Regions from separate parts of the Sus scrofa genome. Here region 2 is linked to region 1. A link is a contact called in public promoter capture Hi-C data. All regions are on one chromosome and are shown on one strand. The core of a region is the stretch at or near the end of the contact, and the rest is flanking DNA. Distances in the headings are between cores, read along the strand shown. Region 1 holds the start of CEP135 (centrosomal protein of 135 kDa). Region 2 holds the start of PAICS (multifunctional protein ADE2).

Region 1 (2,702 bases), core at 144-2,643:
GTACCCATGAGGACGCAGGTTTGATCCCTGGCCTCGCTCATTGGATTAAGGATCCATCGGAGTTCCCGTCTTAGCGCAGTGGTTAACGAATTCGACTAGGAACCATGAAGCTGTGGGTTCAATCCCTGACCTTGCTCAGTGGGTTAAGGATCCAGTGTTGCCCTGAGCTGTGGTGTAGATCGCAGATGCGGCTGGGATCCTGCGTTTCTGTGGCTCTGGCGTAGGCTGGCGAATACAGCTCCGATTGAACCCCTAGCCTGGGAACCTCCATATGCCGCAGCAAGTGGCCCTAGAAAAGGCAAAAAGACAAAAAAAAGGATCCATCGTTGCCTGAGCTGTGGTGCACGTCACAGACAGGGATTGGATCCTGCATTGCTGTGGCTGTGGTGCAGACAGGCAGCTGTGGCTCCAATTTGACGCCTAGCCTGGGAACTTCCACATTCAAGGGGTGCGGCCCTAAAAAGCAAGAGAATAAAAATAAAAAAACCCAGAACCAGCAGGACCTCGCCATCCAAACATTTCTCCTTGTCTGGCACCGACTTTGGTTACCCAGAAATACTACCTGCTCACATCCTTCTAAGATAGAGAAGCAGGAGTACGAATCAAAACACTCATCAACACACAAGAGAGATGAAAGATTAAAATCCTTCCAAGAAGGACAAAAAGCTGGTACCAACGTTCCCCACCCCCGCTCCAGGAGCGTCTGTACTCAGCTCCCTGCAGGACAACAGGCGCGGAGGCTCGGCGCTCCACGCGCGCTCACCACCACCCGGAGCCAGCGCGGCGCGTTTTCCCAGAGGCCCGGGACGTGTCTACGCCCAGGCCCGAACCGAACCGGGTCCTTCCCTGAGAGCCGCAAACGGGCGGAGGTCGCCGCCAAGGCTCGGCCTGCGCTCGGGCCTGTCTGCGTTTACCAAGCGCCGAGGGACCAGCTGGGAAGAGGGCGCTCCCACCTCGAGCAACCGGCCAGCAGCAGCGGCTGCGCGGGGCCGGTGGAGGCTGCCGCGAGCGCAGCGGCGGAGCCAGGTCCGCAGCCCGAACCCGCTCCCCGCACGGCTCCCGCCAGCGGGCGGCCGCGGCGCCAGAGTCCCCGCCCGGGCCCCACTTCCTCCCCCACCGCGCCGCCCGCCCGGTCCGTGCTCACCCGCCGCCCCGGCTGCCGCTCCCTCCGCTCGCGGTCGCATCCCCTGCGCCTGCCTCGCTCGCTGGCTTCCGCCGCCGCGGACACCGGCTCCGGCGCTGGGACAGTTTGAAAATGGCACGGACGGACTATCGCGACCGGCGCGGAGTAGGCGCAGCGGTTGCCTCGGTAACGGGAGCGGAAGACGGGTCGCCGCGCGCGGCGGGGACGCGCCCGATTCTGATGGCGGCGCCGGGCCCAGGCCCGGAAACGAACGGGCCTGGAAGGTGCGGCGCTGCGGCGCCTTCTGGCGGCGGGAGCCGGAACCACCGCGGCGGCCGTCGTCCAGGCTGCGCCTGTCGTTGCCTTGAACTTCCTTGACCTTCGGGGCGCTGGGTTAGAGCCTGTGCAGCCCTGGTCCCTGCAGCCGGTTAGCCTTCACCCTCCGGGGACGCCTGCTCCCCACGTGAACTCAGCCGAAGTACCCGGTTGTCTGTGCAACTTTCCCTGACAACCACCCAACGCAGTTAACTAACTTTGCTCCCGCACCCCCGGCCTCTTACAGATGTCCAGATCCCAATATTATACTCATCCCGTTATGATGAGCATAACATCATTGCGTTTGAGTTCTTGAGTTAGAGCTCCTCTGTCAAACGTCATTGTCTTTGTATGTTTACCTCTGCCGCCCCCTACTGCGCATTCCTGGAGTCAGTTTATTTCACTCAGCTGTTTCTCTAGCACCAACCGCAAGAAACATTCGAGAATGGAATCAAATGTAAATCAACTGGCTATAGAGAACCTGTTCACATTGAGAAAATGCATGGTCGGATATTGGAATTCCATTTGTCGCGTGGAAACTTCTAGATGATCAGAGAGGCGTTCATCGCCTCCTGTTTACTCTTCTCCCAAGCAGGGCATCCATTTTGAAGATGCACTTAATCCTTGTGTATATATATCTCACCTAATTGCTCTGTGGGCCGTGAATAACTTTGTACGCATTCATATATCGCTTTAACCGTTTCCGCAGGGAGCCCTGTCCCTCTTCCCACATCCTTCAATAAGCTGTTTTATGGAATTTCTAGGAGGCAATGAGGCTCCGTGGATGGCTTTTGTAGTCTTGAACACGTACAGTTAAAGACTTTTTTGTTGCCTAGCAACAAATATCTTTTTTGAAAATAGGGAGCCATAAATAAATATCATAGCAAATGACTATGCAACAGTCACCCAGTCCAGAAGACTCTTTGGCTTCCCTTTGTCCCAAACACATAGCCATTAGAAAATACAAAAACTAAAATCAAAGAAATTTAAAAGATGAGTGGGACACTGAAGTTGCAGTCCAGTTTTGCTCCAGATGTCACGGAAGACCAGTGCAGGCGCACTGCTGGGCCGCAAGGCCTGAGGTCAGGGCCCTGGTTCCTCTGGCACACAGAATTATTGCTGCTCAGCACTCAGGTCCTGGCTTTGAGCGAGAGGGTGGGCTGAGGAGGCAGAAAGAAAAAGAAACCAAGCCTCATCTGGGCTCTCTAGGTCCCCCACATCACCCTGAGACAGGAGCCCTGATTGTGGAGCAGACCTGATGGGA
Region 2 (2,700 bases), core at 105-2,604, 450 kb before region 1:
CTGTAGGCTAGCAGCTGCAGCTAAGGTTTGACCTCTAGCTTGGGAACCTCCATATGCCTGCCGCGTGGTACCACCCTAAAAAGCAAAAAAAAAAAAAAAAAGAGAGAGAGAGAAAGAAATAGAGTATGGGAGGAGGGCAGTTTTATCAGTAAAAATAACACAAAGGATCTTTCCTGAGGATCCTAATCATGAGCGAACAAAATTAGTATTATGTAAATATGTAATAGGGTCAATGCAAAGTGAAGAAGCAAACTTTTTTGGTCTGGTGGTTTTGGAACTCTCCAAGGCCATCATTGGTACAAAAAACTAAAACACACACACAAAACTTGGACAGCAAATTTTAAATTTTTCAAAACGTTCAATTACTAATTTTATGAAATAGCAGGTTATTATTAACGTAACAGGAAAAAGCAAGACTTTGAAGAGTCGACACCACATGTTCCCGTGAACTCTTTTGCAATATCTATTGACTGCAAGCGCGATTTCCAGGCAGCTCTCCAACCTCTGACCATTTCTCGTTTTAATTACCCTTTGCTCCTTTTCCCCATGCCAGAGGCAGTTCTGGATGTTTCAGAAAGTTGGGAGGCTGGGAGCGCTTTGTTTCCAATGCACCGCTCCGGCGCCCGGGCCACGTGTCCGCTCGTCCGGAGGGGCGGGTGCGGGAAGCCAGGCACTGCCCGGGAGGCTGTGATCTGGGCAGTGAAGAGCGCACCTGTCCGCGTCGAGCCCTCGAGCTCGAGGCCGAGGAGCTGGAAGGCCGCGGAAGCAGGAAACCCAACTCCCCGGGCCGCTGATTACTCACCCTCAGCCGTCGCCATTGTCCGGAGCGGGCTGGGGGCAGCTGCAGCGACTGCACAAGAGGGAGGACTCTGGAAAAGAAGCGCAATCAGAGGCTCCCAGGGCGGGGAAGGGAGGCACGGCCCCAGACACGCCCCCGGCGGGGCCGCGGGATGCACGGCGCCCCCTCTCGGACTCCGAGCACCACAACGGAGCGGGACTCCCGGGGGTCTCTGCAGCCGGAGAGGAACTTGAACGCCGGGGGCCACCGCTTCTCGCAGGCTTCCCGCGGCGCAGGCGCCGCAACGCGGCGGGTGCACCGCCCTGCGCGCGGGCGCAGAGCCAGAAGACAGGAAAGTGGCGCGCACCGGCGGCCCCTCCCCACCCCGCGGCGGCTCGCCCACCCGGCCCCCTCCTCCGCTGAGAGAGCGGGTCAGAGGTTGGAGCATACCAAGTAGTGACGCCCAGGGGAAAGCATGTGGGGAGGGACACAAAAAGTTTACTTTCTCTGGGAGAGAAGCGACCTCCACCCAGCTAGCCTCATCACCCCTAGCTTGGATGCCAGAAAATAACGGAGATTCTCCCAAGCAGGAAAATTACCTTCCCTAAGGGCTTAGGTAAAGGACTAGCTCCACCCACGGGAGCCCTGGCCCCGCCCTAACCGCGGAGCCCACCCTCCGCCTCCGCTCATTGGTGGGTTGTGAGGGGCGGGGCAGGGGCGGGGCGAGCTAAATTACACTCACTAGAGGGGAGCACGCGCCGCCGCAGTAGCGAGGGTCCTGCCGCCTGGAAGGAAGGGGCTTCATCCGCGCGAGCCTCTGGTGCCCCAGGCCGAGCGAGCAGCTGGTTGGTGCTTAGACTCCTCCTGCGGCGGCCGCTCCCTCCACGTGCTTTCGACGACATGGAGCTGGAGGAGCTGGGGGTCCGAGAGGAGTGCGGTGTGTTCGGGTGCATTGCCTCAGGAGAGTGGCCCACGCAGCTGGATGTGCCGCACGTGATCACTCTGGGACTTGTAGGGCTGCAGCACCGGTGAGCAGCTGGCTGCGGGGTGGGGATGGCGGAGCCTGTGTCTGCATCTGCCCGAGTTCTCCACCGAGGACGGGAGGCGGGACCGCTCTCTTACCTGGACCGGTTCCCTGCGGCATCCGCCAGATTGCCCAGGTGTGCGCGGAGATTACCTTGCCTCACCAGATTGCAGCCTTGTCCCTTGCAACCCTTAATGCTCTGTAGGGGCTCACCTAGCTCCAGTGTCGTGCACCCCCCATGGGTCTGGCCAGTTGGTAAGGCTCGGGTTCGCTTGGACTAACCCAGTCGGGGTTCCTACCGGGCTGCTTGTGGGTTTTAATCTCCCAGAGCCTGGCGCTGTGCTTGTGATATGCTTCTGTGGTGTGACTGCGGGTCCAGGACCTAAAGCTCGTTGGTTGAGGTTTCGCGCGGAGTCTGCAACCACCACAAGCTATTGTTTGCAAGGACAGAGCTATTGAGTAGATTTGTGTATTTGAACGTAGTTGTAGCTGTTGGAAATTGGGGATTCAAACCCGGGAAAACGGGATTAGTTGGTGTTCAAAAGGATCTACCGGTTGGGTTCTAGATCTCATATACATTAACAGAAAATAACACAATCACAGGGAGTAGGGCATCTGCAAACAATTCATTGGTAAACGTTTTAAATAATGAATGAAAATGTTGGTAGTAAGAAAATGCCAGGATAAATCCATTCTTAAAAGAGAGAGAGGAGAGTAGTTCCTGTATGACAGAATACCTATTGATTTTGGAAAAATTGATATAGATCCCTTTTAGTTAAAAAATAACTCTGCTTCGTGATCTTTCCATTTCTTACTAATTAAACTGGAGTTGATATAAACAATTCGGTTAAGAAATATAAACCTAGATTTGACATTGTCACTGAAAGTGTTACGAAGC

Evidence for each region. Promoter capture Hi-C pulls out the DNA fragments that hold promoters and counts their contacts.
Region 2: a contact with region 1 is called in a promoter capture Hi-C map of fetal liver, with 5 times the contacts expected there. The contact joins the promoter of PAICS here to the promoter of CEP135 in region 1. A contact is called at or near these places in 2 of 5 promoter capture datasets (fetal liver and fetal skeletal muscle), 4 of 47 Hi-C or Micro-C datasets (embryonic fibroblasts, retroperitoneal adipose tissue and subcutaneous adipose tissue) and 2 of 2 datasets of contacts at active chromatin or transcription factors (alveolar macrophages and skeletal muscle).

The regions. Positions count from the first base shown.
Region 1 is chr8:55,249,593-55,252,294 of Sscrofa11.1, reverse strand. It overlaps CEP135 (centrosomal protein of 135 kDa), which reads right to left and starts at 1,393. Exons shown (of 26, transcript XM_021101350.1): 1 at 1,145-1,393.
Region 2 is chr8:55,699,354-55,702,053 of Sscrofa11.1, reverse strand. PAICS (multifunctional protein ADE2) reads right to left here and starts at 1,354. Exons shown (of 10, transcript XM_021101375.1): 1 at 1,229-1,354; 2 at 803-869. The coding sequence starts at 1,255. PPAT (amidophosphoribosyltransferase) reads left to right here and starts at 977. Exons shown (of 11, transcript XM_003482396.4): 1 at 977-1,806. The coding sequence starts at 1,679.